5 separate regions of the Sus scrofa genome follow, and regions 1, 2, 3 and 5 are each linked to region 4. Evidence: chromatin contacts called from public HiChIP or PLAC-seq data. All regions are on one chromosome and are shown on one strand. The core of a region is the stretch at or near the end of the contact, and the rest is flanking DNA. Distances in the headings are between cores, read along the strand shown. Region 1 overlaps LDLRAD3 (low-density lipoprotein receptor class A domain-containing protein 3). Region 2 overlaps LOC106509375 (a long non-coding RNA gene). Region 3 overlaps LOC102157601 (a long non-coding RNA gene). Region 4 overlaps LOC102163604 (a long non-coding RNA gene). Region 5 overlaps TRIM44 (tripartite motif-containing protein 44).

Evidence for each region. HiChIP or PLAC-seq counts read pairs in DNA pulled down with a chosen protein or histone mark.
Region 1: a contact with region 4 is called in an H3K27ac HiChIP or PLAC-seq map of alveolar macrophages. The contact joins two enhancer-like sites. A contact is called at or near these places in 1 of 47 Hi-C or Micro-C datasets (embryonic fibroblasts) and 2 of 2 datasets of contacts at active chromatin or transcription factors (alveolar macrophages and skeletal muscle).
Region 2: an H3K27ac HiChIP or PLAC-seq map of alveolar macrophages shows a contact between it and region 4. The contact joins two enhancer-like sites. A contact is called at or near these places in 3 of 47 Hi-C or Micro-C datasets (epiblast stem cells, fibroblasts and undifferentiated spermatogonia) and 1 of 2 datasets of contacts at active chromatin or transcription factors (alveolar macrophages).
Region 3: an H3K27ac HiChIP or PLAC-seq map of alveolar macrophages shows a contact between it and region 4. The contact joins two enhancer-like sites. A contact is called at or near these places in 9 of 47 Hi-C or Micro-C datasets (brain, embryonic fibroblasts, epiblast stem cells and 5 more) and 1 of 2 datasets of contacts at active chromatin or transcription factors (alveolar macrophages).
Region 5: an H3K27ac HiChIP or PLAC-seq map of alveolar macrophages shows a contact between it and region 4. The contact joins two enhancer-like sites. A contact is called at or near these places in 1 of 47 Hi-C or Micro-C datasets (embryonic fibroblasts) and 1 of 2 datasets of contacts at active chromatin or transcription factors (alveolar macrophages).

The regions. Positions count from the first base shown.
Region 1 is chr2:25,130,289-25,134,902 of Sscrofa11.1, forward strand. All of the region lies in intron 1 of LDLRAD3 (low-density lipoprotein receptor class A domain-containing protein 3), which reads right to left. Among named protein-coding and RNA genes, the nearest start is that of LDLRAD3, 23 kb to the right of the region's middle. Within about 2 kb of position 3,338, at least 20 of the 83 cell types and tissues checked have an H3K27ac peak or open chromatin away from gene starts, as enhancers often do. A contact at or near this core is called in alveolar macrophages, where this site is marked.
Region 2 is chr2:25,170,163-25,175,129 of Sscrofa11.1, forward strand. It overlaps LOC106509375 (a long non-coding RNA gene), which reads right to left. Exons shown (of 3, transcript XR_002341512.1): 1 at 2,022-4,967. Among named protein-coding and RNA genes, the nearest start is that of LDLRAD3, 17 kb to the left of the region's middle. Within about 2 kb of position 2,484, at least 6 of the 83 cell types and tissues checked have an H3K27ac peak or open chromatin away from gene starts, as enhancers often do. A contact at or near this core is called in alveolar macrophages, where this site is marked.
Region 3 is chr2:25,263,492-25,268,494 of Sscrofa11.1, forward strand. It overlaps LOC102157601 (a long non-coding RNA gene), which reads right to left. Exons shown (of 7, transcript XR_001306887.2): 1 at 4,178-5,003. Among named protein-coding and RNA genes, the nearest start is that of LDLRAD3, 110 kb to the left of the region's middle. Within about 2 kb of position 1,945, at least 10 of the 83 cell types and tissues checked have an H3K27ac peak or open chromatin away from gene starts, as enhancers often do. A contact at or near this core is called in alveolar macrophages and subcutaneous adipose tissue, where this site is marked.
Region 4 is chr2:24,841,549-24,846,264 of Sscrofa11.1, forward strand. It overlaps LOC102163604 (a long non-coding RNA gene), which reads right to left. Exons shown (of 7, transcript XR_002341511.1): 2 at 1,963-2,018; 3 at 1,342-1,590. Among named protein-coding and RNA genes, the nearest start is that of COMMD9, 25 kb to the left of the region's middle. Within about 2 kb of position 1,788, at least 17 of the 83 cell types and tissues checked have an H3K27ac peak or open chromatin away from gene starts, as enhancers often do. A contact at or near this core is called in alveolar macrophages and subcutaneous adipose tissue, where this site is marked.
Region 5 is chr2:25,341,735-25,347,048 of Sscrofa11.1, forward strand. All of the region lies in intron 2 of TRIM44 (tripartite motif-containing protein 44), which reads right to left. Among named protein-coding and RNA genes, the nearest start is that of TRIM44, 34 kb to the right of the region's middle. Within about 2 kb of position 2,482, at least 16 of the 83 cell types and tissues checked have an H3K27ac peak or open chromatin away from gene starts, as enhancers often do. A contact at or near this core is called in alveolar macrophages, where this site is marked.

The sequences.
Region 1 (4,614 bases), core at 2,088-4,587, 290 kb after region 4:
GGCCAAGAAAACACATACCATTGGTACTGTAACATCTCCAAAATCAGGATGTGCCTAATTCATCTTTAATATTGTAACATCACTGAAAGCAAGATGTGCCCAACAGCCAACAGCATCTTATGAGAGTATAGAGTGAGCAGAAGCTGTGAACTCTTGGTCACTGCAACTGCCTGGGTGAACTTGGTCATAACCGCTGTTGGGTCATGATGTGTCATCACTTCCAGCCAGTTCTGTGCATTGTTGGTAATACAGACATTGAATTTACCTGCTATCTAGGATGTCTTTTAAAATATGACACTAGGAGTTCCTGCTGTGGTACTACAACAGGATTGGCAGTGTCTCTGGAGCAATGGGACATAGGTTCTATCCCCCACCCAGCACAGTGGGTTAAGGATCCGGCATTGCCACAGTTGTGGCATAGGTTACAACTGTCGCTAGGATCTGATCCCTGGCCCAGGAACTCCATGTGCCAAGGGTGGCCAAAAAAAAAAAAAAAAGACATTAAAATTGTGCATTGAAAAGCACTGTGTATACAAAAAGGCAAGGAAACAGCATAAATTTGAAAATAGTGAAGCAAATATCTATCCTTGGAGAACAACTACAATTCCACATTCTTTCAAAGCATGAGCCAAGCACCTTAAAGGACTTAAGGGAGGAAGATACCCAATAGTAGCCAAAACCCTATCATATTTTGTTTCTGTGATAGAGACAAAGGAGTGCCATTCACGAATGGAGAAATACAAGTGAAGAGAAGCAAAAATGCCAAACGCTTCGTAATAACTGGAATGTCTAAACACCAGTAGCTCAAAGCAGAACTGACAAAATACAGTTTTATTGAGTAAAGAAAACAAGTCAGGAGTTCCCATGGTAGCGTAGTGGTTAACGAATCCGACTAGGAACCATGAGGTTGCGGGTTCCGTCCCTGCCCTTGCTCAGTGGGTTAACGATCCGGCGTTGCCGTGAGCTGTGGTGTAGGTTGCAGACGCGGCTCGGATCCCGTGTTGCTGTGGCTCTGGCGCAGGCCAGTGGCTACAGCTCCGATTCGACCCCTAGCCTGGGAACCTCCATATGCCGCGGGAGCGGCCCAAGAAATAGCAAAAAGACAAAAAAAAAAAAAAAAGAAAAAAAGTCAACAAACTACAAATATAGATAAGTATGAGCTCACTGAACTCCATGGGCGCACATGTATGCGTGTGTATAAATCTGAATTAAGGCGAAGTTGATCTATACCAGATACACAGTGAGAAGTAACTTTAAACAGAGGAGAGAAATGCAAATGGAGGATGAAGGAAAGACTTGACTGTTTTATTGTAATGACTTCTATGACGCTTAAAATTTGTATATACTATTTTTGCATATATTATTTTTTTATTTTTGCACATATTACTTTGCGATGTTTTCAATTCAGGAAGATTACAACAAAAGGATACATGTTTTGTCCTGGCACTCTGCCAGACAGAGTAACGAGTGGTAGCTATCATTATGCTCCAAGACCCCACAAAAGAAATAAGAAATATGACATATACGTTTAACGTATGATCCTAGCCCCTAAGGAGTTTACAATCTAGTAAGATTAGAGACTAAAGAGGTAGGATATATATACACACATATTAAAACATGTACATATACATACACCAAGATATGTACATATACACACATATATAATAGGTACATATATGTGTCTATAGGTAGTATGATAAGATAAAGGTTATTGTCTAAAGCCATGTAAGAAAGTCTTGTGAGAATCTCAGAAGCCTAGAGCTCCAAAAACCTTAGAACATCAACAACTAGGAGCTCCCACTGCGGCTCAGCAGGTTATGAACTCTGCCAGTATCCATGAGGATGCAGGTTTGATCCCTAGCCTTGCTCAGTGGGTTAAGGATCCAGCGCTGCCGTGAGCTGTGGTGTAGGTTGCAGACTCAGCTCCTTTCCAGCTTGCAGTGGCTGTGATGTAGCAGCAGCAGCGGCAGCTCAGATTTGCCCCTAGCCTGGGAATTCCCATATGCTGCAGGTGCAGCCCAAAAAAGAAATAAAAAAAGAGTATCAACAGCTGTACCCCATTTTACCTGGACAGCTAAAGCTCAAGAAGTAAGCAAGCAAGGACATGTGTCATCACCTCTGCAACCTGATCAAAAACAACTCATCAGCTTGGAGGGCACTGTGCTTAGTCAGATAAGACAGGTGAGAAAAATGAATCCTGTAGGATATCACTTACATGTGGAATCAAAAAACACAAGAAACCAGTGAATATAACATAAAAGAAGCTGATTCACAGATATAGGGAACAAACTAGTAGTTACCAGTGGAGGAAGGGCAATATAGGGATCGGGGAGTGGGAGGGACAAACTACTGGGTGTAAGACAGGCTCAAGGATGTGTTGCACAACACAGGGAATAGAACCAATATCTTGTAAGAACTATAAATGGAAAGCAACCTTTAAAAATTGTATAAAAAGAAAAAAAATTTACAAACAATTACCCATGCATTAAATATTCCCAGTGACGGAGTTCCCATCGCGGCTCAGTGGTTAACGAATCCAACTAGGAACCATGAGGTTGCGGGTTCGATCCCTGGCCTTGATTAGTGGGTTAAGGATCCGGTGTTGCCGTGAGCTGTGGTGTAGGTTGCAGACACGGCTCGGATCCCACGTTGCTGTGGCTCTGGTGTAGGCCGGCGGCGACAGCTCCGATTCGACCCCTAGCTTGGGAACCTCCATATGCTGCGGGAGCGGCCCAAGAAATGGCAAAAAGACAAAAAAAATAAAATAAAATCCCAATGACAAGGTATGCATGTCTGCCAAAGAGGCCTTGTGACACCCATGCAGCTCTGTTCCCATGAGGAAGGATCACAGCTCCGTCAGTATAGTTCACATTCGGGAACACACCCAAACCCCACTTGCGGAGAAGGGACTCCGCCCTGCCCAGCTCAGGGCAGAGGTAAACCATGCCATTTCCATCACGGGATCATTTAGGGGCCAAGAACAAGTTCTGCACAGCTCGGCTTCCCCAGAGTATAGCACAGTGCATGGCAGAGGCGGCGCCGCACTGGGGAAGAGCCAAGTAGAGCTTGAGAAGAGTCAAGTGACCCGGAGACAAAAAGGACGAATATTCACAGGCCTGGGAAACTAGGGCGCCTCCCTGAGCCTCAGGCTAGGAAGAGGGCAGCTCATGATGTTGGATAAGGAGTCCTTCTCCCCTTGCACCCCGAGCCCCTCTCCTGGTACCGCCTTTTTTTCCCCGCAAATTCACACACAAAAGAAGACGGCAGACAACGTACGTCACTGGGCTGAAGAGAAGAGGAAGTAAAAAAACTCAAGGAAAGCTGGCCACCGAACAAAGGACAAGCACAGCTGGAAGGCAAAGGTTCTTAAAGGAATCCAAGGGATCCAAAGCCCAGCAGAGCCTAACTTGCAAAAGACTTCAGAGAAGAAAGGAGAAGATGAAAATTTCTCTAGAGCCAACTTGCGGCCACTACAGAAGATTCCCCCCCCACCCCACCCCCCGTGCCCCGCCACCCGCAGAAAGGACTCGGGTTCTAAAAGCCTTTGATGGGAAGGGGAACCAAGGGGAACAAAGACTGCTCTGTGGGGAGGAGGCAGGGGGACTTCCAGGGTTAAGATTTCGACACCCAACTCCCAAGGCAAACTTTCAGACAGCTTCTCCTCCAGCTGGCAGGACCCCTGAGCCTCCCAAGTTCAAAAGTTACTCAGGGAACCAGGTGGCTTTCGGTGTCACCTGCCTTTTACCTGCTTTCTCAACCTGTCTCCCTCTCTCAAGGGATCTACATCTACCATCTCTAACTTCACTGGCTTTCACAACGTCACAAGGGGGAAGCACAGGGAAAGGTCAATGCTGAGGGCATTTCTACCTAAGAACCTTCTTTCACACCAAACTTGCGAACTTGCGGGGCTGCAGGAACAGAAAGCAGAAACCTCTCAAAGACACTTTCAGGATGAGCAGTAAGAAAGCTCAAGAGGTGAGTTCCCTGGTGGCACAGCCAGTTAAGGATCTGGCACTGTCACTGCTGCGGCATGGATTTGATCCCCGGCCTGGGACCTTCCACACGGCTCAGGCCTTGGTTAAAAAAAAAAAAAAAATTCTCAAGATATATGGTGGAGGAGGGCACTCACACCAAGCCAGGGGCTCTCAACTGGTGACAACTGGTAACAGCTCAAGATGCTGTTGGTTGTCACACCTGGGGGAGGCAAGTAGGAGGAGGCTGCTACTGGCATCTAGGACCAGTGATGCTGCTAAGGCTCCTAAAATGCACAGGACAGCCCCACCTCCCCCAACAAAGAACTCTCCAGCCCCAATGTCAAACTCCCCGAGGCTGACACACTTCCCTAGACTATCCCCAGCCCTGTAGCAGCTCCAGAAACCCTAACTATCCTACCTGAAATAAATATTTGTCATCCCTCTGACCAGGCAGTTACCATGTCACTAAAGTACACTTATCCTGGAAGCAACAGGAGGCATCAAGCAGATGATGCGAGAGGCTAGTGCTGGGTCCTGGGAGTACCTGGCTGCTCTCCCAGCAAACACTCTGAAGGGCGCTTCTCAGGAGCCAGGAGAGTAGATTCTTTCACAACAATGAAACAATGAAACAAAGACACAC
Region 2 (4,967 bases), core at 1,234-3,733, 330 kb after region 4:
AACCTCATGGTTCCTAGTCGGATTCGTTAACCACTGCGCCATGACGGGAACTCCCCCAATGTTTTAAAATTAGACTCACTCACCTGGTGTCTGGACTTACTGAGGTTCAGGTTCTTTATGCCTCTGAGCAGAAGGAATTTAGCAAGGGACAAAGTGATAGGGAAGAAATAGATTTATTAAGATAGGACACCTCTGAGAGATGCAAGCAGGCAGGTGAGGAGGCTCTGTCCCGAGGATTAGGTGGGCTACAGTTTTATCATCCAAGGGGAGTGGGGGAAGGGGAAAGACCATCTCTTCCTCTTTTTTTAAGTAGTAGCTCCTCCTTGGAATCCAGTAAGAGAGTATCTGACCCTATAAGGTCAAACTAGGACTATCACGGTGCTTATTTAAATTAGTAGAAGGGTGATCCTTAAACTCCTGCCCTTGGTCTGAACCTGAATGCAGGCTTCAGCCCATCCCCACCCAATGACCTGAGGCATATCTCATGCCTCCACTAGTCAAGCCGGCCTGGTTCTGATGGCTTTCTTGAGCAATTATTAACTTAGAGTGGTCTCACAAAGTTCCCTAGGTTTCCCTCTCTAACTATGGTCCCTTATTGAGACTTCTACAACTACCTGTGTAACTATCCTTCTCCTTCCCTGTCACTGCTGGCATCTGGTGGGTAGAGACCAGAAATGCTGCTGAACACCCTACAGCGCACAAGACAGTCTCCTACAAAGAACTGTCTAGCCCAAGATATCAGGAGGGCCAAGGTTGAGAAACCCTTGTCTAGACAGAGACAAAATGATCTGGAAAGAAATGACCAAATGCAGAACCCCTGCTGTTCCATGCTGTTCCTACTGGGGGTGGGGAGAGGGGAGGGGTGATGCTAGGAAAGACTCCCAACTCCTGAGAGCTGAGTCCTTAGTTGCATCCTTCATTAGCACTAAACCAAAAAATTGAAATTAATAAAATCTTGATTGTACTGGAATTTGTATAGGCAAACTCCTCAGTTTTCCAAGTTTTTTTTTTCCCCCTATATAAGGAAAAAGGAATAAAATACATGAAAGAAGAAGCTTATTCAAGGAACTTCAAAAACCTGTCCTAGGGTCAAGCACAAATTGTATCCAATCTCCTGTTTTGTTTTCTAGACAATGGGAGTTGGGGTCCAGAATGTCCAGCCTGACCCTAAAGTGTCAGAGAAACATTAAATCACATTCAAAGTAAACTATGCTTCTTAGGGCAGGAAACTCGACTCATACCTTTCAGTAAGATTTCAACATCCAGGGTTGATGTGAAAAAGGATTTTCTGGGTAAATTCGAGATAACCTGGAATCTCCCATTCCCGGGGTATTTTGACAAATTGGAATTTTCCTGTAGTTTCCATTCCTCAAGATGTTCTTGACATTGGCAAGATTTACAGGAAGGGCTACTGACAGCATTACAAATTCGCATCTACACTTTCCTTTCTACAATTTATGTCTGTAATGGAATGTATCAAAATAAGCCTGTGACATTTCTTTGTAAGGAAGACAAACAGGTCAACCACTTTATTTTCTAAAATCTAAATAAAACAAAGAAAATATTCACTAGGCTGAGAAGAATCAACTGGCCTTCAGAATAGCAACAGGAGGAGGTAAAAATTTAGTTCTGATTTGCCACATTTTCCAGGGGGCAGCTTTATGTGCCTGTGATCGTTTTGAGGAGTTTGGAAAGTACAATCTAAACACTTGTCTTGCTGGGAACAAAGCACACTGAAGTGTACGGTTTTGCCTGAATCTACCTAATCTCATTCTGACAGGTTCCCATACAAGCTGGGAACAGCCAGGATGAACTCTTTTCCAACATTATTGCTAATTGGCAGCAGCAAGACAGCATGTGAGTTTGAGTGTGTGAAAGATGGGAGAAAACAAAAACAAAGCCAAACTCTAAAATTCCAATCAGCCTTAATTAGTGGAGAAAAACCAACTGCTTAAGAAGGCACACCTACTGAGATAGTCAGAACCAGATGGCTACAAACTATTTCTAAGACCATCACTTACCTTCTCTGGCTTTTGGGTATTCCACCCTTATGAATAAGGTGTGAAAAATTATTGTCCTCTGCTCCTACTAGATGTAGCAATGATTAATTTAGAAAATGCAGAAATATCCTTAATAGATTGGGTCTAACAGGTCATCCTCCCTGTACCTGAATATATAAAATATTTGATGTTATTATGACAGACATTTAACATAGCCAAGGTCAAAAGCCTGTTAATCAGAATTTACCTACAGGATATCAGATCAGTCACAGTTTTTGTTTGTTTGTTTGTTTTGGTATCACAATGTGGAGTAGTGAAAACATCATCATTAGCTTTGGTTCTCTGCAGATCTGGGTTTAAAATCTTCCTCCATGGCTTTCTAGCCCTATGAACATTAAAAAAAAAAAAAAAATCAATGCGCTTCTCTGAGACCTGGATTCCTCATTGGTAAAATGGTTTATAGTGATTGCTACATAGTATGTGGTGAGGATGGAAGTAGGCAATACACAGAAAGCAAATAGCTGGAACTCAGTATGTAGGAGGCCAATTCTCTGGTTCTCCAACACACAACACAACACAACAGATGCCACTCAGCTGATAGTTGTCCTTACTGTGGAGTGTTTAATTTAAATACATTTTTAAGGAAAAGAGTTAAAGCTTTAGAAACTGAACCATAGAGAGGATTTACATGGAACAAAGGCAACTTTTGTAGCAACTTCTGGGGTGAACTTATGACAGGTATGACTCATTGTCCTTTGTTTTCTGCACATAGAGTTATGACTAATGAGACTGGAGGTTCTTAATGATAACCTTAAACTGTTGCAGAATCCTTAGTCACTCTGGAAAAGGGGTGTTGTGTTCCTAGGTATGGGTTAGGACTCTTTGGCTGCAAATAATGTAAACTTCCCCAAGCTCATTTGGATCTGGATATAGGTGAGTGTGTATGGGGACGGGGGGAGGTGGATATCAAGGGGACTTATGGAGTGTCTGTCTCTCCATATACCTATCTTACTTGTACTTTCCCAAATATCAGCTTTATTTTCACATTCCAAATGGCAGAAGAACAGTTGCCTAATCATTCTGGAGATTTTGTGTTACAGGCCCAAGCACATGAAGAAACTGATGCAATCAGATGGTGTTTCCATTCCAAATTCCTAGGGAAGAGAAGCTGATCAGTCCAGTTGGGGGTCCACCGTCCATACCTCAGCTCCAATCATCTATGGCCAGGGACTCAGGAGCCCATTGTACAGACATGGATGTCGAGGCTCACTCCTGCCTACCTGAGGATGGGGATAAAAGAGGAGATCTCAAAGGGCAGAAGAAGAGGAGTGTCATGGCCTGGAGTTACCAAAGGTGTCATTCTACTTTACATTCCTTTACAGGGGAGAAAGGAAATTAATATATTTTAGAATAATTTTCAGTAACCAGTGTCACCACCTAAAAAGTTTTCTGCATATCCCATGGCTAAGACAAAATTCAATCTAGTTAGCTAAACATATTTTGCCCTGCATCCTAATTTTAGCAGAAACAGATGGTTGCCTACCTAACAGCTTATTCCCCTTCCTTCTTCACTGGCAGGATCCCACACATATTTGGGTGTCCATCCCTCCCTCATATCAGTCCTAGAAAGGTCACCTTATCCTTGTGTTTAGAAGTAAATTAGTCTAATGGTTGTATTGTGATTGATCCCTTTTGGTTTAGACATGGGCATATGACACAATTATGACCAATAAAACATGATGAGGAATCTTTGCCTTCTACAAGGATATTTTTCTCATTGATAGAAAGAAACTCACAGGAACACTTCCTATTCTAACATTTAAGTATCTGGGTGCGATGCTTGGAACTGTTGCAGCCATATTACGACCATGAGGGGACCTAGTATGAGGATAAGAGAACTGAAATATGCAAAGAATTGGCCCTTTGATGACCCATTTGAGCTACTGAGTTAACCCAACTGGGACTGCTTTACCTCTGGGATTCTTGTTTAATTAATTAATTTTGTATGGCTGCACCCGTGGCATATGGAGTTTCCTGGACCAGGGGTAGAATCCGAACTGCAGCTGCAACCCATGCTGGATCTATAACCCACTGCACCACAGTGGAAACTTCCTCTATTTATTTATTTAAAAATTTTATGTATAATTGACCTATAAATTATATTGATATCAGGCAGGCAACATAATGATTTGATAGTTGTATATATTGCCAAATGGTCAAAATAAGTCTATTTAACATCTGCCACCATATACAGTTTAAATTTTGTTTTCTTGTAATGAGAGCTTTTAAGGTCTACTCTCTTATTGACTTTCAAATATGTAATTTAGTTTTATTAACTGTAGTTACCATCTTGTACATTACACCCTAGATTCTTGTTACTTGATGAAAGAAATATTAAGTCAGCTGGGTTGATTTTTAATTTTTTGTTACTTGCATCCCCATACATCTTAATTGATATACCTCCTAATTAATATATATCACAAAGCCACAAAAAGGCATGCTTTGATAAAAGCTGAATTTAGAAACTAGAGAATAATTCTGAAAATGCTCAGGAGAAGGTGTCCCTTAGGCCATACTGGTATAGAGAGCTAAGAGATCATGAAACATTTCTCATGTCCCAGAGCCTCATCAAGACACAGAATTTTGCAAGCAGACCAACATTATTTCTTTAACATTATAGAAAGCAACTGAAAGAAATTATTTGTTTAGAGTAGCTTTTTTATGCTTCAAAGTCCTTGCTCCTTTAGACGTGGAGTTGGACAAGTTTAAAGTAGTTTCATTGTGCGTTCTGCTTGCTCAAGTTTGATAGGCCGTGTTTGCATGACAGGTCTGTCCCTGCAGTGAGTGTTGGGGATGCTTTGATGTGGGTTGCATTTGGACAGCCTAATACTTGGGGAAAAATGTGCTGAAATTGAACAAGATTGCTTTTTGCCCAGCTGTTCTCTAAAGGCTCAGACATTTTTAGCA
Region 3 (5,003 bases), core at 695-3,194, 420 kb after region 4:
GTGTAAAAATTCACTAAAATTGAAATGAGGTAAAAATTGTACTTTAAAAACTCCCTTCAGGGACATAATTGTGTGGAGTTGGAAGAAATACTCTGAAAGCCATTTGGAAGTGGGTGGGGTGAGACCTCCAAAGAGTAAGTTGGAATAACAACAGACGGTTGCTAAACGGTCTTTTCTAAAAAGAGGGTCAGGACTTTTGTCTGTGTGAGTATGGTGTGCCAGTGGGGCACAGTGTCCACTGCCTCTCACCACGCTCACAGAAAGATGCACACCACCCTATCCTCTAAATAAACCTTGACCTTATATTTTTTATTTTCATTTTTTTCTTTTTATGGCAGCACCTGTGGCATATGGAGGTTCCTGAGCTAGAGGTCAAATTGGAGCTGGAGCTGCTGGCCTACATCACAGCCACAGCAATGCTGGATCCAAGCCGTACCTGCAACTTACACTGCAGCTTATGGCAATACTGGATCTTTAACCCAGAGGCCAGGGATGGAACCCATATCTTCAAGGACACTATGTTGGGTTCTTAACCTGCTGAGCCACAATGGGAACTCCTGACCTAACATTTAAAGAGCAGCAGTTTGGAGGGGTGCCAAGTCATTATTCTTCCTGACGTGTGCACACTTCCCTCTGGCATTGTGCATGCGCCTAAGCACCTGTGTGCGTGTGTGCGTACACACACACTCACTGGCATCTCCCACCCCTGTGCTGTTACCTGCCACACTGATACCCCCATGAGTGCACATGAAGGTTCAAAGCTAAAGTGCCAGGTGAGGCACTTGAGAATGGTCCACTGTTAATGCTGTTGGAGGCCAGACACAAATGCCCCTTTTAATGGCCTGGTCCAGAAAACAAATGTATCCATTAAGCTGGAATAAAGAGATGGGTCAATGCACAAGACGAACTGAGCACCTTCAAACTGGGAGACCGAGAGAGAGAACCTCAGAGTACCAGGGGAAGAGAGAACTAGATAGAGAGAGAGAGAGAGAGAGAGAGAGAGAGAGAGAGAGAGAGAGAGAGAGAGAGAGGGAGAGGGAGAGGGAGAGGGAGAGGGAGAGGGAGAGGGAGAGGGAGAGATAGGCAGGCAGGCAGGCAGACAGGCAGGGAGACAGACAAACAGATACATAGAACTAACGAGAAAGAGGGAAACCAATGAGAGAAAACCATAGCCTGGTTCTAGATACACTCTGATAAGGCAGCGTGCATTATGCTTAATGCTGTTTGTGAAGGCCTGAGCCTAAGAACTCTGGCCTATGCAATGCTTCCTTTTCGTATCAAAGAAGGAATCCTGGGGTGTCTCTTAGAATGTTCTAATGTGAGCTCTTAGGCCAGTAAACATACTCTCTTTTCTAGGAGATGGTAGCCAAACATGGATAAGAACTCAGGTTTCCCAAAAGCTACAGGACCTCAGGCAAATCATGTAATCTCTCTGGGCCTCAGTTTTTTTTTTCACTAGTTAAATGGGGTCCATCACACTCATCCCTAAATCAGTGTTTCCTAAAATTGTTAGCTGGAACACCAGAAAACCATGTCGTAGCCCCTTCTTGAAGTTCCACAATGCAACTGAACATATTACAAGGTCCAAGAAGTCCTAAAGGAAAGAAATCTGTTCAGCTTTGTTTAGCCCCCTCGCCACTCCATTTACTTGACTCCAATATATTCTATCATGGCTTATGCACATCTGGTGTCAGTGTGCCTGGGCTGCCATAACAAAGTACCAGACACTGGATGGTCCATCAGCAAGAATCTGTATCTCCCAGGTCTGGAGGCGGGCAGTCTGAGATCCTGGTCAGGTTCTGGGGAGAGCCCTCTTGGGGGTTGCAAACTGCTGACTCCTCACTGTTTCCTCACAGAAGAGATCCATGCTCGTGACCTAACTGCTCCACAAAGGCCCTGCTGCCTCATACCATCACCCTGGGGTTAGGATTTTAATACGTGAGTCTAGGGGGAATTGGAATACGCAGTCCAAAGCATTTGGCAAGATGTCCCTCTCCATAACTGGCCTCGTTCTCCTGGCCAGCCCCAGTTCTCATGTTCTCTCTCTCTCTCATACACAAGCACGTACATGGGACACACACACACACACACACACAGGAAGAAGAGCTGGGATTCTTAGAGAAAGCATTTTTCCCTTCCCACTGTCACTTCTTCCTACGCTAAGATCTAAGAGTGGAAGAGGCAGAGAGACCCTTCCATCTAGTTGACTCTTGCTCCTCATTTTATGAGTATTTGAGAGGGAAGCTACCTGCCAAACTCTGTACAGCTTATTGGTGGCAGAGCAGGGCTGGCACTCCTAACTCTCTTCTTCTCCTGGGAAGAGCAGATACCTTTTGGTGGCACCACGTGGACGCTCATGCTGGGGTAAATGTCGCTAAAAGTGTTTCTCAGGTTTCTGCATCAAGATGTAATATTTGGAGTAACTCTGGATACAAATGCCAGCAAGATGTCAGTTAGCAAGTCCACAAATATTTCTGAACATCTATTTCGTGTCAGGCAATTTTATCAGCATTGATAATACAGCATTGAACAAACAATACAAGCTTCAAAGAGGTACAGACAATAACTACATGAACAAATAAATACATATAATTTGAGATACTTATAATTAACATGGAAGTGTAACTGGATGGGTGTGGCAGAAAGGGCAAAGAAGTAGCCTTGGGGAGGATCAACAGCCCAAAGAGGACTCCGTTTTGATGAGTGATGGTCATCACACGGTAGTCACAAGCTACCACTAAGTTCCTCCTATGTGTCACGCGTGCTACTAAGCCCCGTAGGTCCAGTTAGTTAAGGACAGAGCCAGTACTAGAACCAAGTCTGCCTGCTACTAAAACCCAGTTATCAGGAGAAAGCTCATTCCATTTTCCAAGGACAAAAGACCACACCTTGCTCTATGCCCTGGAGATGCAACACGGGGGGTAAGCGGTTTATAATGTGAACAGTCTCTCCTGAACAATTTAGGCTACATTTTACTTTTCACTTCATTCCATCACTCTTAGGTCTGTCTACCCTTCAGAGACCCGCCTCTTCCCCAACACCACACACAAAATCATTTACATCCTATGTTACAACTATCTAACGCCAGTTACCTCAGAAGGGAAAAAAATAAGTTGCCATGAGTGGAGATTTTGTTTTTCCTATTCTGTTCCCTCCCATGAGGAAATCGCGATATTTTTTCTGAAATCAGACATTGTGTGAGGGTTTGGAGCTGAGAGGGTGAGGGGATGGATCCACCCCTTATGTATGTTCTCTTCAGTGGAAGGGTCTCAGCTGCTCTTCCTCCCAAATTGAATTCTCTTACTCTTGAAGAATGACCCAAGCAAAGAAATTTCCCAAACATCTGAAATCTGAGAATTTGTGCCTGGAATCCATGAGGCTCATGGTTTCCAGATGGAGAGACCGGAAGAGGCGGAGGAGCAGAGGAAGGAGCCTGGGAGGATAAAAGGCCAGGGGAAGCCTGAACTCTGGATCACTCTGCCTGCCCTGTGAACCAGGCCAGGCCTCTCATTTGTTCTGCAAGCCTGCCATTTGACAACGTGCCAGGCCTGAAGAAACACAGCCGTTGTGCACATCCTCCTGAGACTGTTCCACTGATTATTAGCAAGTAAGTCATTGTGAAATTGTCTCTTCTGAGGGCAGTGACTAACCTCAGCAGTGCAACAGAAAATAAAGCCCATGGCTTGGCTATCAAGGGGGGGCATAAACACTCCAGATGGATTTTCTCACCATCTTGGAAATGGCAAAAGACAGACACTTCTAGAAATCTTGGCTTCTTTACACCGCTTAACCATATGCAACAGTGGACCCCCAGGTGACCTAATTCTTCTTCCACATGTCTGGTCCTCATGCCAGAGTGGGGAAAGGGGCTTAAAAGGTGACCTAGTTTTGATGAAATTAACAGACAAATATAGTGTAACCACAAGTGGGCTAGACAGGGTCTCAGAAGGAATGCCCTTTTTTGATCAGACAGGCCAGAATCTTCTAGGGAAAAACGGAATTTAGAGAAAACAGATCAGAACCCACCTGTTAGCAAGTGGGAAACTGGCTTAAGTGTTGAGAAAATCCCCTTTTTTTGTTGTTATCGGTGGTGTCTTTGCCATCATCTCCACCCACAGTCACCCCACCGACACTCATCACCACTGCCACCCCTCACCAAGCCAAAGGGGAGTCTTACTTGTCTATCATGGTTCTTCCCATTTGGAAAACGCTATATTTGATACTAGGATACAGCCATCCAACTGGGTCAAAGGTCCCAGAAGCCTGAATGTGTGGAGAGAAACCAAATACAGAGAAGTTACTTTCAATTAACGCCTGTAATCTCCAGATATCCTGCTAAAAACGGTGAGGCAGCAAATGGCCGCCTGCAAGCCAGAGCACCTCACTCCGACGCAACGTTTTCCAGAGCCAGGCAAAGCATTCAAGCTCTTTACCACCTGACCTCCTGGCCTGGGACATGTCGATGTTCAACTACACGCTGGCTTGGGAAGGGAAAGCAAGCAGGGGAGGATGTATTCTGTAACGGCGTGACTTCAACAGACCGCTCATCTCACCCTGAGGATGGGATACTACTGCCTGCCTCCTCAGGCTGAGCAGAGCCCAGAATTTATGAACTTCTTCAGAGTATGATGTGAATCTGGGGTCTGAGCCAGGCATGATCTTCAGGTAAAGGTGGACAATTTCCCTCTCCCTCCCCACTCCTTTTCCTATTATTGCTGATTGTACTGTTCAGATATGAACTGTGATTTAATCCCTTCTGTTGTTACGGGTGCTACAAAGTAGTGGTTGCAGTGTCATTAAGAAGTAATTAGGTCAAAGAAAGAGAAAGACAAAAAGAAAGTAGAAAAAAGAGAAAACCTGTAGCAAATGATGAAATTCATCATTACCACAAGCAAAAGATGGAGAGGCATGGAAAATCCTTGCAAAGGGAATGCAGCTGATTAACTTGGATCATTTCTACATAGAAGCAACGTGGCGTGTGCTTTTACAATCAGGCAGTGTCG
Region 4 (4,716 bases), core at 538-3,037:
CATGCAGCTTAGGGCAGGGATCCTTAACTCGCTGAGTGAGGCCAGGGATTGAACCCACATCCTCATGGATATTGGTTGGATTCTTAACCACTGAGCCATATTGGGAACTCCAAAGAACCATTCTTTATTTGAGGAAATGTCATGAGCTAAGGTAAGTCAGGAAGCTGAGTTTCTGTTAGACCTGGGCTCTTGGGAAAGACTCTGATGGGCTTTTACACCTCACCTGCAAGTGGAGATAACCACTTAGGTAATGCCTCTCCTAGATTTATAGCAAGCTAGGAAGTAGACCCCTTGGCTGAAGAATAGGACTTTCTTGGCTTTGGTGTCAATGTTGGACTAGTCATGTGACCTAAGATGCATAGCACACAGTGAAACACAATCCTGTCCCAACAAGTTGCACCATAAATGAATTGAGAGATGCTAAGGGACATCAGAGGACTCTGGGGTCAGTATAATAAACACCCACTGGCTCAGGAGATGGCCCCTGGTTAGGATTTCAGGAACTCTGATAAAGTTCCTACTCCACGCAGTGGGCGCCCCAGTAAGTGTTCATTTGTGCCCCGCCTTCCACAGACCCAGGATCTGACTGGTATTAGTAAATGATGGCTGAAATATTTCAAATTGGTCAGAGTGGCAGACTAGCGGAATTAACATTGATTTTAAAGTGATCTTCCTAAGTCTCCCTGAGCAGCGTCCCTTTCAACCCGGATCACTTGACGCTAACACCTGCAGAGGGATCTGCCGGTGCTGGGCCCTCATGCACCAACTGGCACCATTCTCCATTCTCGCCACGGTGCTTTCTGGCCGTGACTGACTTCAGGTCTGCGGCCGCAGGGGCGCCACCCCGCAGTCTCCCCACCACACTAGTCTTGCCTGCGCAGAAGGAGGAACGGATAGGAAGGGGTGTGGGAAGGAGGGAATCTCGCCAGGGTGATGGCGAAGGGCAGAGGGTGGCCCTCTGAGCTGCTGCCACTAACGCAGGGGCCAGCATTTCCAAGTGAAGCGGTGCTGGATTCCCTCCAAGTGCCCAAGGGGGCAGAAAAAGAGAGACTAGCACTGGGCCCGAGCAGGATGACAGCACAAACTTCCAGGCCTGGCTGCACCCTCTCTCCCAAATGCCTTCCTTTATCCTGGCTTAATTCGTATTCCGCCCTCTGAATTCAGAAGCAGCACCTAACAGGGACCTGGAGCAAGTCAACTTAATCACCTGTCTTGTCTGCCTGCATTTCCCCCACTGTTCATGTCACCGCACTGCATTTTAATTGCCTATGTATTTGCCTCTCCCCTTGGCACATCCTCCCCCCGCCCCCCCGGAACTGTTCATCGCTGTATCCCCCTTACCTGAGTGCACGGAGCTCCTACTGGCACAGTTTCCTGCCACCAGCTGAAATGGGGCTCTGTCCCTTGGGTTATCCCTGTGGAAGAGCTTGTCACTTGTTATAGCCCCTTTCTTGACTCAAGATTCTTCTTAGGCCCCAAAGCCGCTTCCGCAGGGAAATTTCCTCCCACCCACTCCTCACCGGGGCGCGGCCGGAGCTTGCCCAGGATGGCCAGCAGATGGCGCAGTTGCTCTCCTTATGGCCACTGGGGCTGGAACGGGAAACAAAGACCGGGAAAGAGGGGGGAAGGTGGGGTAGCTGGCAAGCCTCTCCTAGAAACCTGGCAAGGGGAGAAGCTTCCTGCAGAGAAAGCCCCCAGACCCAGGCCCCCTCCCCTTCATAACTCTCCCCCACAGGCCCAAAGCAGCAAAAGAGGAGGGAGAAGGTTCAGGGCAGGCCTGCCCAAGGAACCCATTCAAGGCTGTTCCATGGGCCCAGGTTGGGAAGCACCCACTGCCTCTGCAACGCTTCCCCCACAGGCTGGTGGGTGCCAGAAATCCCACCCTGGGGTCCGGCACCTGAGTCTCTTCCAAATAAGGCTTTATCCTGGTAGAGCCCACAGGGTCTTGTACTGCATACTTACTAGCTAAACCCTTGGGTCAGGTAAGGAGCCAGAGTCAAGTCTCAGTCTCTTCAACTCTGAAAAAAAGAGATTAAGTTTAATTTTTCCTGACAACGCCGATTGGAGGGGATTAATTATACATGAAGGTGTCTGAGAAATGGAAGCTGCCCAATCAATGACGGTTAAACTTCAAACAGGAGCAGAGAGCTGCCTCTGCTGGGGCACAGCCTTCCCTGGTCGGAAGACTCCTCCGTTCTTTTCTGGGAGCAGGTGGATGTGCCGGGTGAGGTGGGGGTGGCAAGGGGCCCTGTCATCTCATCGTCGCTCATCCCAGGGCCTGCAGGCTCCAAATGCTCTCCCCACCTCCTGTCTCCCACCCTCCCCTCCCAGCCCCCCTCCCGCCTCCGCCTTGCAGGCAGGTGTTTTCTAAATGGGAATCGAATGCCATCCCTCGCCTAAAATACTTAAAGACTTTCCATGCTCTCAGCATAAAGGCCGCACTCAGAAAAAATGTCATTCAGTGTTCTTTATAATCTGATTTCTCCCTACATGTCAGTGTCATAAAACAAGATTAAGGAAATGGGCTTCAATCAGAATAAACACCGTGAGGTCCAGGGGCTGGAGGGAGTGGGTACTGGGTGAGGAGGAACTGGCCGAGAGGGCGTGGTGGCCAGCACTGTCCAGGCCTTGATCCACCTTTTCTCAAGGACAGAGACTGGGTGCCCTTCACCTGGGACACTGTCTGTCACGGTAGATGCTCTGTGTGCACTGAATGAGTGGAGCCATGAATGAATGAGTGACTGACTTAGCGAATGACTAAATGAATGAGTGACTGAACGAATGAGTGACTGAAGGAATGAGTGAAAGAATTAATGAGTGAATGAACAAATGAGTGAACCAACGAATGAGTGAACAAATGAGTGAATGAACGAATGAGTGAATGAACAAATTAATGAGCAAATGAGCAAATGAACGAGTGAATGAACGAATGAAAGAGTGAACGAATGAATGAACTAATGAGTGAATGAATGAATGAACAAATGAACAAATGAATGAGTGAATGAACGAATGAATGAACTAATGAGTGAATGAATGAATGAACAAATGAACAAATGAGTGAATGAACAAATGAGTGAGTGAATGAACAAATGATGAACAAATGAGTGAGTGAATGAATGAATGAGTGAACGAATGAGTGAAAGAATGAATGAGTGAATGAATGAATGCCTGACAGGGGCCAGGGTTGACTGACTGACACTTCCTGTGTCCAGCAGCCACATCTTCTGCCTGTCAGGGTCTCCACCTTCTCCTCCCCACCTGCCAGGCTAGCCCCCCTCCCTGCTGCCTTGGCTGGTCTTTGAGGCTGGAAGGGACAGTGCTGGAGGACAGTGAGGCCAAGGAGAAGAGAACTCATCTCAGCCACGCAACCCGGGACCCAGGCCTAGGGGAAGTGATGGCCGCACTGAGGGCAGAAATCCCTGAGCCGGCTCTGGCCATGACCTCTCTCCGTCTTAACCTTGCAGGAAGGTCACCCTGCTTTTCCACCATGCACCTTTTGGGCAGCCAGGGCCCTGGGCGTGGCTGTCCAGCCATCTGTTTTGGGTCGGCCTTGTCCCTGGCAGATGCTGCGGGTCCCGTGCGCCCGCTTCCATGGCGCACCGCCGACTGCAGGAGATGGCACATTTCTGCGGCCTCTGCCTGGGCTCTCTTGTGACCCCGTTTTCCACATCACTCACCTTCCCTCCTCTCCATCTGCAGTTTCACTTCAACGTCCTCCAAAAAGAACTGCTCCCTTGGACTGGCCCGCTCGGCCACCTGGCAGACAGAAGTGCCCAGCACCTGGGGAGGCAGAAGGCTCTTGCCTTTGTCTGCCTGTTGAGCAGGGACCTGTGTGACCATCCCCACTGTCACTGGCCTAGGGCCTGTCATCATTAGCTCCGAGTTGGGCTCCACTGCCCTGGGCTTGCCTTCCTCTAAACCAGCCGTCACAATGCATCCCAGACAGTAAATCTGGCCTGGTGTTCTTTTCCCAGGCTTCCATCTCAGTAAATTCCAGCTGCAACCACAAATGTGTAGACCTCGCTGCCCCACCCCCACCGCTTCAACCCACTAGCAAGTCCTGTTGGGTCTGAAATACATTTGCATGGGCTCACCCTCTTCATCTCCGCACTGTCACTTCTCAGTAGCCTCTCAGCACAGTGACATCTGTCATTTGCCTCCCAATCCTTCATGTGCCTCATCACACCAACCGTCAGGTCCAGGGGTCCTCTAAGCTCTTTCCTGCCACAGGGCCTTTGCACACACTGCTTCCTCACCCCCTTCCACTCCCCATCCCCACGCAGCACTCTTTCCCCTAGTTTTCACATGATTGCCTCCTTCTCATTTTTAGGGCTCAGCAAGAAAGCCACTTCCTTAGATTTTCTCAGGCCATCCTCTCTAAAGAAGATTCCTCCTTTTCTTCTCAGTTGCAGAATCCCATTTGTCTCCTTCCCACTCCCCGATATCAACTCTTCTTTATGAATTTATGTGAACACTTATCTATTTAATGAGTCATTGTTTGTCTCCCCACTAGAAAGTACCATGAGGGGGAGAAGCTTGTCTGTGTTGCTCGACCTATATCCCCAGAACCAGCACAGGTCTACACAATGGATGTGCTCAGGAAATATTTGCTAAATGAACATAATAAATCCATGGGAGATGCATCGTGTTATTGCCTTGTTTAGACAGTCTGTGCTTCCTCGTCGTCCTCAGTATAGGTGCCACTCCATGTCCCGT
Region 5 (5,314 bases), core at 1,232-3,731, 500 kb after region 4:
ATTCCTGCAATTTTACACACTCTCCAGGCGACTGTGATGGAGAAACTCCAAGGGTTTTTCAGCCTTGGCACGACTGATATCTGGAGCTGATAATTCTGTGTTGTGGACAGAAATGTCCTTCACCTTGCAAAACATGCAGCAGCATCCCTGGCCTCTATGTAGTGGATGCTAGTAGCATCACCCCTTGCCCCCAATTATGACCACCACAGGAGTCTCCAAACCTTGTTAAATGTCCTCTGGGGGCAAAATCGCTTTCTCTCTATACCCTCCTCCTTAGCTATTCAACCCACCTTTGCAACTGAACTACCACCTCCATGGAGATGGCCTCTGAGCCTGGGTTCTCTAGGTCTCCAGTGTCGCAATTCCTTTTGTCGTGTATCTCCACCTGGACACTCCTCTATTATTTAAACCATCAAGCCTCAAACTGCATCCTCTCCCTCCTCCTCATCATTGTCACTGCTACCATTTTGAGCACTTACATGTTAGGCACTATTCTAAGCACTTTACATGTGTAGTAACATCAATTAATCATCATAATGATACCGTGAGGTGCAATTATTATTGCTATATCAATTTTATAGATGAAGAAACTGAGGTATAGTGAGAATAAGAAATCTGCCCAAATTCACACACACACAATGGTGGCAGAGCTGGAGTCTGAACCTACGTGGTTTGACTGCATAATCTGCCCTCTAACCACATCATTCTTTCGTATCTTCCCTTCAACCTTGCCCTGTCCCCTTTCCCACTTAAAGCTACCAAGATTTAGGCAATCGCCCAGGCTCTCAACTCTAGAGTCAAGTATTATCTTCTCCTCCAGATAACAGGTTTCTTGACTTGATATTTTGAGGGGAAATTATGATATCTTTGCTTAGGGTCTTTCACATCATGGTGATCAATACATTCTGAATGTCAGAAGCCATCCTGTATCTGCCGCTCCACCAGAGTCTGACTGAAGGAGTCTGCTCCTATGAAAATCCTTCTTGCACCCCCTTCCCACTACTCCCCACTACACAACTAGAGCCATGCTCTAGATCCAAAAGCTCCATTTAAACTCCACCTGCCCCCCACCTAAAGCCTTTAAGCCAGCCCTGCTCTCACTTGCACACTAACTTACCGAAACAAAATTCTAAGTCACAGAGAACTTCTGAGTGATCTGCAGAAACTATTTAGGATTCTGATCCTGCCTTTAACTTGTTCTAGGTCAGCTTTCTCTCCTTTCTCATCTCCACTTGGCCCTGAACCTTGGCTTTCTAATTGTACCTCAAATCCCACCTTTGGCCCTTTCAGGTATTATAACCATATGTGCCCTTCACGCTTTCCTTCTTAGTGTTTAGACCTTACATTTGCCTTATATAATCTTTGGCTCGGCTTGTATTTTTCCTTCTCAGAATCACATTCTCTTGGACTGGAACCCTGTATTTCAGTCAGAATACTCCAGGCTTCCTCTATTTCTGCCAGAGACTATAAATTTCAGTACTTGAGCATAAGTACTCTATTGTTCTTTACCAACTTCACGCATATGACCCTGTAATGGGCTTCTTCTGAATTTCCTCCCTTTCATCGTTTTTCCTCCCCCACATACAAACATAAATACACACGTACATGTACATATGCACACAGAGAACATGAGGGGCTCAGGACCGTGTTTCCAAACGGCTTTGTACTTGGAAGATCCTAATAAACACTGCTAATCAGCTGTGAAGTGGAGAGCAACTGTGTGCCTCAGTCATCTGAGAGAGAAACAGTCACAGAAGACCGACAAGCAGCCCTCGTATGAGAACTGGAGTTCTAACCACTACAGCTGTGGCATCACTGCCAAGCACCCTCTTCTCCCAGGACTGCCTGTTCATGCTGCCAGCTGCTAAGACTTTACTGCCATGACAATCTGATGTGTGACCCAGTGTCATGGCACTGAACTGGATGGGGCAGAGAACAGTTCGACAGGGATTCTGGGCTCACTCTGAACTGATACTACTGCTTGCTCTTAAAATGCTTCTCCCTGTGTGACCTCAGCGTGACAATAAAGAAAGCAATCATAAACTTCTGAGCAACGCTTTCCCTGAGTGAACAGAAGAAATTTCTGGGTGCCCCATGTAGAAATGTGAAAGTAGCAGAATGGATCCCCAGGGACATCCAGGACCATAAGAAACAAGAATACAAGTGAGAGCTTTATTCTACTTTGTTTTCTAGCTCACTTTCCACCTTAACCGTATAGAAACTAGAAAGACAGCTTCTGCTTCAGGAATTATCATGTAGGAAGTGGAAGGTGGAAACTGACACTGAAAGTTTCAGGAGTAACCAAACAAACAAACAAAAAATACTATTTTTAAGCCTCTTAGACTTGAATATACAAAGAAAGCCTATTTCATATGCTGAAGATTAAAACAACATTCACCCCTCATTTCCACCCCAGTTCTCTACCCAAACAGCTTTTCTGCAAAGCCACAGCTATCTGTATACTATAGAAACCACAAAACCAAAACAAGTGTATGCCACAAAGAATACTCAGGAAAGGGAATTGAGATATAGGTCTCATGGTTTGCTACAGAGGGTCAGAATGGTAAAGTTCGTGGAGTTTGTGGTGACAGAGAAAAGTTTCAGTTTTGGCTCTGCTAATGCTATGCTCCTGAAGCTCAGAAAGCTGAAAGTTTTTTCATTTGTAAAAGAGAGGCAATAATATGGTTCTCACAGATATTTTTGTGAAGTTTATACAAAATAATACATGAAAAGAACTTAGTACTCTCTGGGAGTATAGACACAACAGCAGAGCATTCTGCTGGTCCAGATAACATCACCTGAACATCTACGGTGGGTTTTTCCTATGGTACTCACTGAGCTCTCACAGATACAGGGCCTCTTAGAGATAGAAAACCTATGCTCTTAGGAGTGCAAATTCTGACTTGTCAAAGGAACACAAGAAGGACTTCCTCACACATCTAGGCTCTGAAGAAGATGGGTGTCAATCACAGGCTCCTTGTTTCAGTTTCAGTAAATGGCCACAGGCTGTCAGGGAGCACTGCCGCCTTTTCTCGTTTGGTAAGATCAGATGTAACCTATTTCTATAACATAGAAGCAAAGCACAGGAAGCATAAGAACAAAAGGTCAACACTCTGCTCCTCAGAGTGTGGAGGTATAGTCAGCTCCTCCACCTTACAACTTGCCTCTATCGCAAGTGCTCTGCTTGGCAGACTGAAACCCTACTACTCCCCCTAGAGCAGCTAACGGTCTGCTTACCTAACAACCATAGGGCTTGTTAAATAATCAGAGTCGCTAAAATACTTTCCAGGCCACCGAAAACCATGATACCAATCATCCTCCATTATTTTTTATCTCCTCAAAAGTTTCTGTTTTCAGGGTACTCATTATTAGAAACATAATATGATTAGTCCCATTTTATAGATGAAACTGAAGGCTCAGACAAATCATGTGATGGAGATAATAAGTACCAGTATGTGGACTCATCTGGCTCCAATGTCTGTGCTCTTTCACCATAAAGTAAAGGCATCCTCAATCTAACTCTTTTCCCTGCAAATCTGAACAAACTCTATATTGGGTATACTATTCCCCATCCATCTTCTGTATCTTCTGTAAGTGAAAAGTTAATAACTTCCTACAACTACTATCAATTCCATACAGCAATCAGAGAAAGGCAATTTATTGCCATCATGAGCTCTGTGGCCTCGGACAAGTCATTAAACCCTTTAAATGTATGTTTCTTCATCTCTAAAATGGGGATTATAATGTCTAATCTAGTTGAGTTGGGAATTAAGGCAATATCACAGAATGTTTCACCTGCTAAAGAAGTAAAACAAAAGCCTTTCAACAAGAGGATGGTCATCAACAGGATCACTGGGTGGAATGGAAGTTCTCTGCACAACCACAGAGAACTGACAGATTTTGCCCTTCGGCTAAATGCAGTCAATCAGGGGAGAGGCCTGATTTTCAAAGTTTACATTCACACACACGCACACACACACACACACACACACACACAAGCATCTACATATAGACCTGGATGACTGAGGCTGCATTCTATAGCTTCAGCCTTAAGATATCAAAAAAGAAAAACTCTGTATTTTTCCTTGAGCAAAGCAAGTTTTATTTCCTTTTTTTTTTTTTTTTTTTTTTGCTATTTCTTTGGGCCGCTCCTGCGGCATATGGAGGTTCCCAGGCTAGGGGTCTAATCGGAGCTGTAGCTGCCAGCCTACGCCAGAGCCACAGCAATGCAGGATCCGAGCCGTGTCTGCAACCTATACCACAGCTCATGGCAACGCCGGATCGTTAACCCGCTGAGCAAGGGCAGGGACCGAACCCGCAACCTCATGGTTCCTAGTCAGATTCGTTAACCTCTGCGCCACAACGGGAACTCCATTTTTTTTTTTTTTTTTGCTGCTATTTCCTAACTGAATGAGAAGCTGAACTAAGAGAAAAAAAGGGGGGGAGGGGAGGGATAGGAAAAAGGAGACCCTTAAATAAAAGTCTAGGTGATTTTTATCACTATTATCACAATAAAGTTTTATATCTAGATACCCAGGCTCCTAAATTAAATGTCAAATACAATCCTGTCCTGGAAACCTGAAGTGTGGCTGCAAAGGGGGAGTGCTGACAGCTCCACTTCCTTCTTCACCTTGGCCACGCAATAAGCCCTTTAAGCTTTGGCAAAGAGTATATTTTCAAGGCTTCTGTCGCTGCAGAGAGGAGCTGGAGCAGGGGAGAATGACATCACGATGTGTTAATTTTATTAAGCCATTTAAAGCTCAATCCCTTTGATTTCTAACAATACTCCAGCCCACCAGGCAGCTCAGAGACCACATCCACCTAGCTTTAAAATGCCTAGAGTCCATTTGTATGGTACTTCAATCAGGAGCTCTCAGGCTCCAAAAGAAAGAGAGTAGCCAAAGGGCAGAGCTAAGGGGAAGGGGGAAGGGGAAGTAGGAAGGGAACCAGAATCTCAGAGGAGTTTACTTTAAAGTGGGGCTCTATCTCCTAACGAGTCTCTTAAATGTGGTACATAATTTCTTTTGTGACTCTCAATTTATTTTTCTTTTAATTTGGCACCCAGCAGCTTTGCTAACAAGAGAGTTTGTGCCATAGTAATAAACATAATTGCTTTTATGCATTGATTTCTTGTTTCTATTGGGATATATGGACACACAGCTGCACACTCCTCAAGGCAGATATATTTGCTTCAATGTGAATGAGCAACAGAGCTACACTAAACCAACAACAGACAAGGCAGCCATGTAAGTCCAGCCAAGCAGGAACATCTAGCAGTCTCAACTATGGAGATTTAACTCAATTTATTTGCATG